Linked DNA regions of Xenopus tropicalis: region 1 is linked to region 2. Evidence: chromatin contacts called from public Hi-C data. All regions are on one chromosome and are shown on one strand. Each heading gives the region's core, a stretch centred on a gene start, on an enhancer-like site or on the middle of the called end of the contact. The rest is flanking DNA. Distances are from core to core; before and after follow the strand shown.

Evidence for each region. A called contact is a pair of places that touch in the nucleus more often than the background predicts.
Region 1: a contact with region 2 is called in a Hi-C map of liver, with 4 times the contacts expected there. The contact joins two enhancer-like sites. A contact is called at or near these places in 4 of 5 Hi-C or Micro-C datasets (brain, liver, neurula embryo and 1 more).

Annotation. Positions count from the first base shown.
Region 1 is chr4:123,753,365-123,760,742 of UCB_Xtro_10.0, reverse strand. It overlaps prkcd (protein kinase C delta type), which reads right to left. Exons shown (of 18, transcript XM_002934221.5): 2 at 47-169. The coding sequence starts at 161. Among named protein-coding and RNA genes, the nearest start is that of prkcd, 24 kb to the right of the region's middle. Within about 2 kb of position 2,097, at least 4 of the 11 cell types and tissues checked have an H3K27ac peak or open chromatin away from gene starts, as enhancers often do. A contact at or near this core is called in liver, where this site is marked.
Region 2 is chr4:123,689,567-123,696,963 of UCB_Xtro_10.0, reverse strand. No RefSeq gene overlaps it. Among named protein-coding and RNA genes, the nearest start is that of rft1, 6.6 kb to the right of the region's middle. Within about 2 kb of position 5,768, at least 2 of the 11 cell types and tissues checked have an H3K27ac peak or open chromatin away from gene starts, as enhancers often do. A contact at or near this core is called in liver, where this site is marked.

The DNA of each region.
Region 1 (7,378 bases), core at 848-3,347, 67 kb before region 2:
TATAGAAGAGCAATGTAAGCTCATAATCAGAATGGAGATCACTTACCTGTAGTGAGAGATTCTTTCACTTTGACTGCACAGAAAGGCTGGCTATGGTCTGGGAGACTGAGCATGCCCCCCAGGTCGAAGGAATTAAAGGAAATGCGCAGGAAAGGAGACATTGTAAACCCTGTGAAAAGAGTCACAAGTAGCGTGTTAACAAAACAAGTTGTTTATTGTGAAGACATGTAGAAAAGAACATACTTGTCCAGATTATCTACCTCATGGTAACACAGAGAGCGGACCCTCTCACTGGATAAAAATGGCAGTTTAAAAGAACAATCCCAGGCATGCCGTATATAAGCAGATATTGTATCTGACATAGATAACTCTGATTAGGAGCTACCTACATTAGTGGCCATGTTTTTCTCTAGGTACAGTTTGATGGTGAGAATATGCAATGCCTGCAGCATGCTCAGAGTGAACAGTGGCACCACAAGGCACTTCAATGGCAGCCATCGCTACAGCACTGGCTAAGCACCTAGGTAGTGCCCACCGGGTACAGCTGCTGGCAGATCTTTGGACTTTTCAGTGAAGAAATTAGCTGCAAACCAAGTGTTAGAGAAATGCTCACTGGCAGCCCACAGCAGAGGTGCCACATGGGCCAGGTGACTGGAAACGGAGGGTTCTCGGTTTACTTTGGAAGGGGGCTCTGTTTACGTTGGACCTGCTCCTAATGGACAGCTAAGAGTCTGCTTTTAATCTGCAGGAATAAAATGTTCAAAGTTTATACAAGAGCAAAGTAAACACTACAGAGAGACTGGCATGTGCCCACAACACCATTATCGGAATTAATGCCCAAGTGGGATGCTCTGTGGCTTTTGCCCAAGAGGGCCTTGTAAAGATCAGCATTTCTGCAATGCTTCTTCTGCTTCTCTAACCCAGGAAAGCTTAACGCAGACATGTAAACCCTATTATAGAGCAGATCAACCTCGCACTATAGTCTATTAACAGGGTGCGCTAGTGTGTATAATATTATATAAATTGAAAGTAGTAAAGAGACACATGAAATCTAGGCACACCTGCTCCGAATCATAAAATATACTTTTATTTTGCCTACATTAAAATCAACAACTATTAAAATACAGCAAAAAAGAAAGAAAAAGAAAGAAGGAATTAAAACCAAAAGTAACCCTATACCTGTTTGAGGACTCTACCAGGCTGAAATATAACCAGTAAATCATGGATTCTGTTACTATATTACAAGTATCTACTGCCAAAGTAATGAGCCTAAATTATTCCACTTTCCTTCCAGAAATGTCAGGATATATATATATAGATACGTACACACACACACACACTAATATATATATATATATATATATATATATATATATATATATATATATATATATATATATATATATATATATATATATATATAACTTTCATTTTAAAATTATTCCTTTCTTTAAATTATTTGTTTAACTTAATCTCCACAAACCCGTGTGTGCCAAAACGGCAATATAGTTTTTGGCCACTTACATATAGTTTAGCACTATTTATTTTGTGGGCAGCACTGCCACCTACCCCCCTGTTGACATTATAGCTAAAATGACATTCCTAATGGTTTGCTTTGCTGTAACAGTTCAGGTGTGCAGACACAGACAGAATATCTAGAGAAGGGCAAAATCACTCGGGGAGGCCCAGGCCGCTAGGATCTCACAAACCAATATTACCATAATACAAGCCAACAGTCCTTCTGGGCTCATTTTTCAATTCAAACAATGTTTAACACCTTCCATGCTGGTTCTCTCTAATCTTGCCATGCCGGGTGTTACTAGACAACACAAATAAAGCGGCACAGATCAAAATGTCATTTCTGCGGTATCACCAGTCATATTCACACGTTAAATGCTGTAGATGGTGTAATTATTAGAGGGGGCGATTATGTGATGCAAACATCCTTTAACACTTGTCTGTGTTTAGACCACAGCAGATAAGACTTGTCAGATACAATTCTCACTGATAGGACTTTTTTCATCAACATCCTGTGTTGCCCCGGCACTGACTCTGGATGGTGCTAAAGAGCTGCATTTAGAGTTTTTAAGTTCTGAAAAAAATCACAAAAAATCACCATGCAAGGCTGCGGCTAATAGAAAATGTGCTCTCCTGCATCTCGTAAGAGCTGTGCTGGAATTCTAAGTGATCCTTATGGAGGGCAATGGAGGGCTTGTTGAGATGATTTGATGCCATGCAAGTAAAAAACACAGTGCGCAAACAGCTGAGATAGTCCTGTTTGCCACTAACAACAAAAGGAAGCTCTGCCTGAAACTGGAATAAAGTCATACATTCATTCCTTATTATTTTTATTAGACAAGTGGTTAGTGTGCCATACTAAATTATGGCTGCTTTGAAAACAATGGCACATCATCGCTTGGCTGAATGAAAATATTTCTGTCACTCTACTAACTCAAGAATTCTTGGCATTAAAGTCAGTTACACAAATAGTTATATAGTCAAGCTGAGTTGAAAAAAGACCAAAGTCCATCAAGTTCAACCCCTTTACACAAACCCCAGTGCATAAAATATATTATATATATATATATATATATACACTCACATACATAAACTATATATAACCAACTGTAGATTTTAGTATCACATTTAGTATCACAATAGCACTGCATATATATGCTTGTTCGTTAAGTCATCCAAGCCCCTCTTTAAGGAACAGTTCAGTGTAAAAATGAAACTGGGTAAAATAGACAGACTGCGCAAAATAGAAAATATTTGCAATATAGTTAGTTAGGCAAAAATGTAATCTATAAAGGCAGGAGTGGGCAGATGTTTAACATAATGGCCTGAACACTACTTCCTGCATTCCGCTTTTGAACCTCTTATTTAGTCAGTGACTTTAGGGGGGCACATAGGACAAACTAACTATTCAGTTAGTTTGTGAGCATGCAGGTCAAAGACTGCTAACAGCTTAGAGAGCTGTAAAGGAGGAAGTAGTGTTCAGGCTATTATGTTAGAAATCTGCTCACTTATAGATTACATTTTTGGCTGATCAACTATACTGAATACATTTTTATTTTGTGCAGTCTGTCTATTTTGCCCATTTTCATTTTTACACTGAACTGCTTTATAAATAAATGTTAATAATAATAACTGTTCCTTTAAAGACATTAACAAAATCTGCCATCACAACATCACTAGGAAGGGCATTCCCCAACCTCACTGCCCTCACTGTGAAAAACCCCCTACGCTACTTTAAATGGAAGGTCTGTTCCTCTAATCTAAAAGGGTGACCTCTGGTGCGTTGATTGTTTTTATGGGAGAAATGTTCAACCACTATCTGGCTATAATCCCCTTTGATTATATATAAAAACCCTTTGAAACTTAGTGGCATTTCTCCGAATAAAATTCATATTTAGAAAAACAAAAAAAAAAAAGAATTCTGACAAATCTGCCCGATAGGGTATACCTAAATCAAGCAAAATGTTGAGCACCACGGCTAATTCTGAAATACAGAGAAATAAATGACCCCAATAAATTCCTGTTAATACCTTGCAATCTAGTGCCATGATAATTTAATAGGACCATGCAATTTGGGTTAAAGACTTTCTCTGCAAAGCTGGGACCAAACAGGGCTTCTCTTGAATATACTTCAGAAATAGACCAGGTGGTCTGAAATATTGTGTACACCATGAAGTACCATTAAAGCGGAAACATCGAAGAGGGGTGCACGCCTCACGCCTAAATATATTAGAGGGGATTGTAGACGTATAGGGGGTGTTCTTTTTCCCATAAAAACAATCAGCGCACCAGAGGCCCCCCTTGAGATTAGAGGAACGGATCTTTCATTTGAAGCAGCGTAGGGGTTTTTGTTTTTAATGGTGAGGGCAGTGAGGCTGGGGAATGCCCTTCCTAGTGATGTTGTGATGGCAGATTCTGTTAATGGGGCCTGGATGAGTTCTTGAACAAGCATAGTATCCAAGGCTATTGTGACACTAATATCTACAGTAGCATAGCATTGATGTTGGTATATATGGTTTATGTATGTGAGTGTATAGATAGGTCAGTATGGGTCTGTATGTGAGTGGATAGATAGGTCAGTGTGGGTCTGTATGTGAGTGGATAGATAGGTCAGTGTGGGTCTGTATGTGAGTGTATAGATAGGTCAGTATGGGTCTGTATGTGAGTGGATAGATAGGTCAGTATGGGTCTGTATGTGAGTGGATAGATAGGTCAGTATGGGTCTGTATGTGAGTGGATAGATAGGTCAGTATGGGTCTGTATGTGAGTGTATAGATAGGTCAGTATGGGTCTGTATGTGAGTGGATAGATAGGTCAGTGTGGGTCTGTATGTGAGTGTATAGATAGGTCAGTATGGGTCTGTATGTGAGTGGATAGATAGGTCAGTGTGGGTCTGTATGTGAGTGGATAGATAGGTCAGTGTGGGTCTGTATGTGAGTGGATAGACAGGTCAGTATGGGTCTGTATGTGAGTGTATAGATAGGTCAGTATGGGTCTGTATGTGAGTGGATAGGTCAGTATGGGTCTGTATGTGAGTGGATAGATAGGTCAGTATGGGTCTGTATGTGAGTGGATAGATAGGTCAGTGTGGGTCTGTATGTGAGTGGATAGATAGGTCAGTATGGGTCTGTATGTGAGTGGATAGATAGGTCAGTATGGGTCTGTATGTGAGTGGATAGATAGGTCAGTGTGGGTCTGTATGTGAGTGGATAGATAGGTCAGTATGGGTCTGTATGTGAGTGTATAGATAGGTCAGTATGGGTCTGTATGTGAGTGGATAGATAGGTCAGTATGGGACTGTATGTGAGTGGATAGATAGGTCAGTATAGGTTTGTGTGTGCTGGGTTTGCTTGGAAGGGTCTTTTTTCAACCCTATGTAACTATATCTAACTATGTATGTTACTCTCTTGATATGTTCCTATTGGTGCAGCTATGCTAAAGCCAAATGCCAATGCTTTAGCCAGGCACTGGCTACGGATATCCATTCTCTGGCCACATACCACCAAACCAAGGACGTTTCAGCCCCTAGTGCTGCCCTGAGTGAATGATTCCCCCAACCCCACCCCCACTTTGGGTTTTTGTGTCAGAGAGGGCCGAGTTGCAGAAATTCCGATTTAAGAATCAGAATGTCGGCTCTTGAAGTTACAAGGGGCACTGATACTTGGCAGTAAGGCCAACATTTAGAGAGTTTTCAATTAATAATTTAAATTACTATTTTTTCCTGTTGGTGTTTCTATTATTTTGGCTAGTACAGGTATGGGACCTGTTATCTAGAATGCTCGGGACCTGGGGTTTTCCAGATAAGGGATCTTTCCGTAATTTGGATCTCCATACCTTAAGTCTGCTAGAAAATCATTTAAATAATAAATAAACCCAATAGGATTGTTTTGCCTCCAATAAGGATTAATTATATCTTAGTTGGGATCAAGTACAATGTTCTGTTTTATTATCACAGAGAAAAAGAAAATCATTTTCAAAAATTAGAATTATTTGCTTATAATGGAGTCTATGGGAGACAGCCATTCCGTAATTCAGAACTTTCTGGATAATGGATCCTATACCTGTATATACAAATATACACAGTTCAAGAAAAGGACAGGATTCTACCAGAAAACAATATGTATACATAGAACTGAGGCCACATTACAGTTTTCTCAGCCAGGAGAGTTTCCTCCACATCCTAGTGAAAGGTAATTACGAAAGCTGTTCCTTCCTGAATTATCCTCCAGAAATATCCTTGGCCGCAGCTCCGGAAATGCTATAGTAAATGATTGCAGGGATGGAGCAGGACAGGCCAGCGGCACGCCCCGGGAGAGTAATAAGGGTGATAGCCCTGCACATTCAACACAAACATGAGGGTAAATTAGCAGACAAGGACAGTTCCCCTTTAAAGGGGTTGTTCATCTCTGAATTAAATTTTAGTGCAATGTAGAGAGTGATATTCTGACAACTTTTACATTTGATCTTCATTTTTTTTTTATATTTGTGGTTTTTGAACAATTTAGCTTTTCGTTCAGCAGCTCTCTTGCTGGGAGTTTCAGTAGCTACCTGATTGCTTAGGTACAACTTAACCTAGCAACCAGGCACTGATTTGAGCGAGAGATTAGAATATTAAAGGAAAAGGCATGAATATAAATATAAGTAACAAAAAAGACAATAACAATAACATTGTAAAATAAATGAGATGAAATGAATGAATGACAATCTTCATAGACAATAACACTGTAGCCTCACAGAACAACAATTTATGCGTTGCTGGGGTCAGTGACCCCCATTTAAAAGCCATAAAGAGTCAAAAGAAGAAAGCAAAAAATCCAAAACCATAACAAATTAAAAATAAAGGCCAATTAAAAAGTTGCTCAGAACTGGCCATTCAATAAACATTCCAGAAGTTAACTTTTAGTGTGAACCACCCCTTTAAATTATACTTTTACATATATGTGCAAAAAACTAGTCTACGCCTACATCTTCTCTCTTAATCTGGAAATAGCCTTTCACTGACATATATATTATATATATATATATATTCTGTAATTTGTGTAGCCTGCCCAGAATAACTACATCTTCCAGTGGCAGAATTAGCATTCTCTTTCTTTCTGTTTACTCACCATACTCCTTTTAAATCAGAAATAAGCCACTGACGTAACCAGAGAAAGAGGTATGAGTATAAATAGTAGTATGAGTGACTCTTCCCCATACACTCGTAGGATGGGGACAATACGCAGTATAAAAAAAGAGCTCCCATTAACAGGGAGGTACAAAATGTTTATTCCACCGTCCCATTACATATGTGTTACTTTTCCACACACACCTCCCCTATTTATAATCCTTTGTATGTACAGGTCCATAGGGATCACTATTTTTACCTGCATGAGCCCCGTTTTTGAGAGAAAATCCCCAAAACACATATGGCAAGCATGGGATCTGTTATCTATAGTACTGGTTTCATGGACGATGTTTCCACTTTTCAAATATATTTTAATAAATGACACATTTACGGCAGAGTATTTAGCATTATAAAAGATACATGTCTATCAAGTTTTTTGTCTAAATAAAACCTGCCTAACTGCTAGTTGATCCAGAGAAACCCAATTAAAGCTTGTCTAACTTGCCTCAGGGGGGAGAAACACTCCTTCCTGACCAACCTGTCGCTGGATCAATTGATTTCAGTAACTTTTTAAAAATGTTCTCCTCTGCTAAAAAGCTATCCAACCCCTTCTTAATCCTATGTAATATATCTGCCAGTACGTCTGATTTAGGGAGAAAGAATTCCACAACTTTACAGCTCTCTCTGAAGGAGAAATGCTTTCGAGCAACATGGCAACTCTTTCCCAATAAATTGGAAGGCAATACAGACTCA
Region 2 (7,397 bases), core at 4,519-7,018:
ACAATTTTGTAGTGTTATTTTAAAAAACATTTCTCTCTGTGTGGTGATAGAAATTGCATCCAGGCTAAGTGTTTGAGGGGAAAGCCAGCTTTCAAACCAAAAGAGCCCCACACAACACAGAAATCCCTAATATGACTCTGCAATCTGTTCCTTCAAAAAGTATGAATAAATACCATTTTTATATGCTGAAATCCAGCTGCAAAACAGTTCTTCTCTTTCTGCATCATTTGAAATCCTAGCAGGGGAGGAGGGACTAAACAACTTCTCCACATCTTACAGACAGCATGCATAACCCACAATGCACTGCACTGCAATGTTCCTTTCCTTACTGACATGACGTGTGCAGGGAATTGTGGGATTTGGAGGATGCAGGCTGAAGGCAGGCTGAGGACAGTCAACTACTGTTACATTTTTTTAAATCTCAAAGTAGTCAGTCAGATCAGTTAAACAGGAGGTTGGGCCTAGGGAACTGCTTCAAAGTATATTATTAAATTATAAATCATCAAAAGGCTGCATATTTTTTAATTGATGTATATTGCAAAGTTGCTTAGAGTTCCCCTTTAATATATACCGTATTTTTCGGACCATAAGACGCACTTTTTTTCCCCCAGAAGTGGGGGGAAAAAGTCCCTGCGTCTTATGGTCCGAATATAGCCTACCGATATACTTTAAAAAAATGTTTTTACTTGCCCATGTGGTCTCCGCAGGGCCCTCCTCTATTTGCCGGCGCTTAGCTATGGCGCTGTGCGCATGCACAATGATGGGCATGCCCATACGCATGCGCGTCATTGTGCATGCGCCAGAGCTAAGCGCTGGTAAATAGAGGAGGGCCCTGCGGAGACCACATGGGCAAGTAAAAACATTTTTTTAAAGTATATCGGTAGGCTATATGCTGGTACAGATGGGGGCAATATGTTGGGTGAAATATGTTGGGTGCTGCTGGTACAGGTGGGTGAAATATGTTGGGTGCTGCTGGTACAGGTGGGGGGCAATATGTTGGGTGCTGCTGGTACAGGTTGGGTTTTAATGCACATAAAATATTTTAGGACACTTTGTTTCAGAATCTTTTTTTCTTCATTTCCCTTCCCAAAAAATTGGTGCGTCTTATGGTCCGGTGCGTCTTATGGTCCGAAAAATACGGTACATAGGTGTTAATATATATAGGCGCACCAAAAAATCTGCAGTTTAGTTTATAGTTTTTCTATGTATCATTTTCTAGTTTCCAGTCATTATCACGCTCTATTGCACTTAGTAAAAGGAAATTTCAGTTCCACCACTACATGTGCCATTTTCTGTGAATATGAGAAGAAGCCAAAGAACCTTTGGAAAAAATTGTTGTCTGGGTGTTCAGATGAGTGTGGTTCCATATTGAGACTGTGTATGGACAACACTGGAACACTTGGAAGCTGTAATTATTCTGTACTGCAATTATATAAATAATTAAGTAATTTATTTTTCTTTCTGATAGGAAATTATCTGAAGGCTAATTAGTCTGACCTACATTCTAGTGATATGCAGATTGGCTTGAAACCCATGGGCCATCAGAAGTGGTGGGGTGGGCACAGGTTTTAAAATCATTTGGGCAGGGTCTTGGAAAGGATAGGTTAGGGAGTGGGAATCTGGAAATTTTTGACACACTCCTCATTATTAGATTATGATATAAGCCATGCTTTGCTAGATTCTGCAATCTCAGTCATAAAGCGTAAGTGACCTATGCATTTACTTTCCCAGAAGGAAGTTGAGAAGTTATGTGAGTACAAGGAAATGTGTTTCACCTAATAACATAAAAACTTGTAGTTTTGCTCACAATTTAAAAAACAAACATGAGTCACATATGTGTATTAGATATTTTATTGGCTAGTACTATGTAAATATTTATGTACAGAAAACTAGATTTGTGTGCCAAGGTGTACATTTCAAAGGCACAATTAGTAATACAATCTAAATCAGTTCTAAGTGTATCATTGAAGATGTTCTGGTCAGTTGTATAGATAAGAGTTGTGAGTGGTCCTATAACTGGAATACTATATAGCCTTGGCAGTAACAAGTCCTTGAAGAACCGAGCTTTCCATTCCAACATTGTATGCACAATGTTGTGTAGACAATATTAGATGTGACATTGGTAGCTTGCCTGTTTTTTAGCATTGTCTGTTGTAGTTGCCTATTCATAATGCATACGATGGAAGGAAATGCCAGTGTCCAGGAAATGTGCCAATTACAAATGTGGGGGCTCTGCTCTTCCATCCATAGGAGAGGAATGGTAATTCCAGGAATATTTCTGATTATTCCTGTGTAGCTTTGGCTGCAATTCCTTCCCTGTATTGGAAAGAGTCTCTCTTGGTATCAAGGGACTTTACACGTAATCTCTGCTAACATAATTTGCTGGTAAAAGTGCCAAAAACAAGACTGCCAGATGCTGCTGCACACTTGAGAGGGAAATACATGACATCGCTGCCATTGCCATTTTTCCTTAAATGCTCTGACTCAGAAAAAAGTCCTCTTAAGGTACTGGTTCTTGTCTGTAGGGCAGGGCACACCCTACAGACAGGATGTCGATGAAGATTTTCATTCATCCAGGTCATGGTATATCTAGTATAAATAAATCTAAGGGCTCTGGCACACGGGGAGATTAGTCGCCCGTGACAAAACTCCCTGTTCGCGGGCGACTAATCTCCACGGATTGCCATCCCACCCATGAAATTGTAAATCGCCGGTGGGATGGCATACGCGGCGGCGTGATTTCAGTGAAATCGCGCAAGTTGCCTCGAGAGGAAACTTGCGCGATTTCAGTGAAATCGCGCCGCCGCGTATGCCATCCCACCGGCGATTTACAATTTCATGGGTGGGATGGCAATCCGTGGAGATTAGTCGCCCGAGACACGGGAGATTAGTCGCCCGAGACACGGGAGATTTGTCGCGGGCGACTAATCTCCCCGTGTGCCAGACCCCTAAAGCAACTGGACTTGTTAGGTAATCATTGAAGACGTTTCACTACTCATCCGAGTAGTGCTCGGATGAGTAGTGAAACGTCTTCAATGATTACCTAACAAGTCCAGTTGCTTTATATTTATTTATACTAGATATACCTACAGACAGGAGTTCTTAGGAAGGGAGCCCTGACAGCTTGCTTCACAAAATATCTCTATTTAGTTCTATATTGATTGTGTCTCTATATAGATTGATTTAGCACTTTTATGCCACTATTATTTTGTGAATTTACTACTACTCCCTGTGGAATGTATTTTTTCCTGATTTCTGCTGGTTCTGCTGTTTTAAATGGCAGATGGTTGTTAGAAAAAACCTTGTTCATAACATGCATAATAAGATGTTTTATATTTTGCTAACCTGATATTAGAATAATTTTGGCTTCTGGTTTGCATCATCTAGTCACAACAACCCTATTTTCTCCTCTTCCACACCTCTTTCTTCTGATCTCTTTTTTTCTCCCCCCGTTCAGAACTGCCCTTTTCTCCACTAATATCCCCCACTTCTCCTCCTTCCTTTTATCCTCTTCTTTCTGTCTCCTTTCTATTCGGCCATTTTAATTGCCATGTTTTTTAGTAGACTACAAGATGTAGATCAGAGTATGGTGATTCAGGTGGCATTTGGCCTCCACAAAGCTATGGGTCCCGGAGGCTGCCAGGTAGGCCATATTATGATTCCTCACTGCTTCCCTCTGCTTTAAGTGTTCAGACAGCCATGGTTCATTTCTCATGCTACTGGTCTCTTTCTTGCAGCCTATAGTGTGCGTCTGAGACCAGTACCAGTCATTAATGACAAAATTGTTGACTTCCTGTGAAGATATGCAGAGAAAAATGACTGTGTGCGACAATGATTTTATAATGTCCAGTGTTGTAATAACCAGATAACAAGAAAGGGGAAGCAGTGCTTTCAAATGAAACTTACTCATCGCTGAATATTTTATCTAGCAAAATGTTGAAAGCTGAGGTGTTATAAACACTTCTGAGCTAAGAAAGATAGTAGGAGATTGTGCAGCTTATTCTTTCAGGTGGTCTATTTGTGGGAGTCATGCACTTGTGTGATGTATCTTGGAATTCCCTTAATTCCAAGTATTTGGATGCATCTTACAATGTTATCTCTGTCCACTTTTAACAAGAAGTCACACAACAAGCTTAACAAGGGCAATGTATGTTGTGCCTGCACTTTCCAGGGTGTATCTTGTGTAGCAGCAAAAGGCAGATTTCATACAACAAACCTCTAACATGCTCTGTGTTCCTGGCCCTCTCTATACTAAATATTTTAATGCATAAGTGTACATTGTCTTCTTTCTGTTGGGAAAGATCAAATGAGTGTTGTTATTATAGGACTACCTTAGGATCCCAGATGGAGTTGCATTCCTTGCACCCCCTTGTGGTTACAGCTGGCATATCTAGACACTGTGTGTGTGTGTGTACACCATCTAAAAGTTGTCGAGGTCAGGTAGAAGTCAGTGAGAGCTGTCCTAGACTTTTTTCTTTTTTTGGAGTCCTTTTACTTCAAGGTATTCAATTTTTTGTATTTTTTGGGGAGAGCTATTAAAGTGATGTAAAGTTCACTAATAAACAAGTTTAATAAACAAGGAAATATTTGTGCTTTTTAAAAATGTGAGTTTATTTATTTTAGAACAAAACCACAAACATTACACAAATATGAATTCTGATGAATCTGCCTCTTAGGGGCTGATTTACTAACCCACAAATTCGAATCCGAATTGGAAAAATTCCGATTGGAAAACGAACATTTTGCGACTTTTTCGTATTTTTTGCAATTTTTTCGGCGCCTTTACGACTTTTCGGAAATTATCGCGACTTTTTCGTTACCAATACGATTTGCGGGAAAAAACGCGAGTTTTTCGTAGCCATTCCGAAAGTTGCGATTTTTTCGTAGCGTTAAAACTTGCGCGAAAAGTTGCGCTTTTTTCGTAGCGTTAAAACTTAAAAGGCGCGACGTTTTGCGCAAGTTTTAACACTACGAAAAAATCGGAACTTTTTGCGCAAGTTTTAACGCTACGAAAAAATCTCAACTTTCGAAATGGCTACGAAAAACTCGCTTTTTTCCGCAAAAATCGTATTGGTAACGAAAAAGTCGTGATAATTTTCCGAAAAAATCGCAAAATACCGATCATTACGAAAAAAACGCAATCGGACGCATTCGGCCCGTTCGTGAGTATGTAAATGGGCCCCTTAGTCTTATCATGCACTTATCATGCAGTGAACTGCATTCAGGGACATTAGCTGTAGTGCCAACCTATGGTAAGAATAATTCCAAATAGGGTTGGTATACGTTACTGAATGTCTGTATAAAGGAATTTAGGAAAAAAGATACACTGACAGGCTCCATAACCAACTAGTGCTGTAGCCCACCTCTGCAGTCCCACATTTGCTACGCACCTTACCTAACAACTAGTATAAGGATAAATGAAAACACTGTTTTATTAATGATCTGTAATAGTTCCAAGATGGTCTAGGGCAGGAAATAACTGTAAGGCTATCCCTATATGTTATTCTAATTGCCATTCAGACTGAACTTTTAGGAAAATCCAGGAGAATAACCATTCACCCCAAATCACAACCTTATTGTCCAGAGTTTTCCCCATTCACTGCTCTGAGCACCCCAGGAAGGTACCAGACAGTCTAGCACTAACACATGTTGCCATATTAAATGGAGAAATCAATATGCTTAGGTAAGTGTTTTCTTTGGTATCATGACTTCCTTTTTCACAAAACAGGAAACTATTTCAAAAAACTTTCGAAAGTCTGCTGCTCAACACACAATTGCATTCTCCTGGTCATAAAGTAACAGTGTACGGGAAAGATGTCTCAGTACCTCTGTACTGCACACTGTACATTCTCATAAGAATAGATTACAGGTATGGAATCTCTTATCCAGAAACCTGTTTCCAAATTGTGGAAAGGCCATGTCCCATTGACTTCATTTTAAACAAATAATTAAAATTTTAAAAAAATAATTTACTTTTTCTCTGTACAGGTATAGGACCCATTATCCAGAATGCTTGGGACCAAACGTATTCCGGATAAGGGGTCTTTCCGTAATTTGGATCTCAATACCTTAAGTCTACTAAAAAATCAATAAAACATTAATTAAACCCAATAGGATTGTTTTGCATCCAATAAGGATTAATCATATCTTAGTTGGGATCAATTACAAGGTACTGTTTTATTATTACAGAGAAAAAGGAAATCAGTTTTAAAATTCTGAATTATTTGATTAAAATGGAGTCTATGGGAAACGGGCATTACGTAATTCGGAGCTTTCTGGATAAGGGGTTTCCGGATAAGGGGTCCGATACCTGTAATACTAAAGTAGTACCTAGTACTTTGTTCTAACTAAGATATCATTAATCTATGTTGGTGGTAAAACAAACCTAGTTTATTTAACATTTAAGTACATTTTTTAGCAGATTTGTATGGGATGGTGATCCAAATTACGGAAAGATCCCTTGGCCAGAAAACCCCAGGTCTCGAGCATTCTCAATAAAAGGTCCCATACCTGTATATGTAATAGCAGCTGCAGACCGTGTCATACATAAACAGACAGGCATGCATTTGCACTGTTACTGTCTCATGGACAGTTCCAATTATGGATTTATGGATTTGCAAGTAAACTGAAGCCTTGGGAACCAAATGTCTCCTTTCATTCAGATTACTACCAGGGATGTTTTTCTAGAAAGAAAATAAAAACATTACTTGTTATACTACTACATTATATAGCATAGGGTGTGTAGGATGCTCAGGGCTATAAATATAGTGTATACAGAGTTCATAAAGGAAATCTGATGTGCCAATGAACAATTGCAAACAAAAGGGTTGAAAGATGTGGAGGGACAGAGAGGGAGGGATGAAAAGACTAGTGGCAATTAAGAACAGAGAGAGGCATTAGCTCATAGGTCTCCACAAGCCCAGAGTCAGACTGGTCTGACAGGGCACCATAAAATTCTCTGGTCTGCCCCACTGTCCAACAGTTCCCATTAACCTTCTTATTTCAACAACAAAGCCATGTAATAAGGATGCCAATTAGCATTTTTTATACTGGTTATATTTTGGACCCTGGGTGTCACATACAACAATGCGCTTTAGAGGGCCATCCATCACTGATCCAGCTCTTTGCTGGTTTTGGGTTGGTGATGAAAGCCAACTTTCAGTTTCTGCACTGATTAACAGTGAGAGCTTCAGCGGCTGCCTGTCACTAGTCTCTACAGTGTAACAACCCTTAGCAACACTCACAACACTTCAAAGTTAATGTAGAACAGCCTAGTGAAAATATTGTATCTTGATGGATCTAGGACATTGATCACTCTCACAGATTAGGAATAATGATTTTCACAGTTAACCAACATAGCTAAACAGCACCAGCACCTGATTACTGCTTATTGCTAC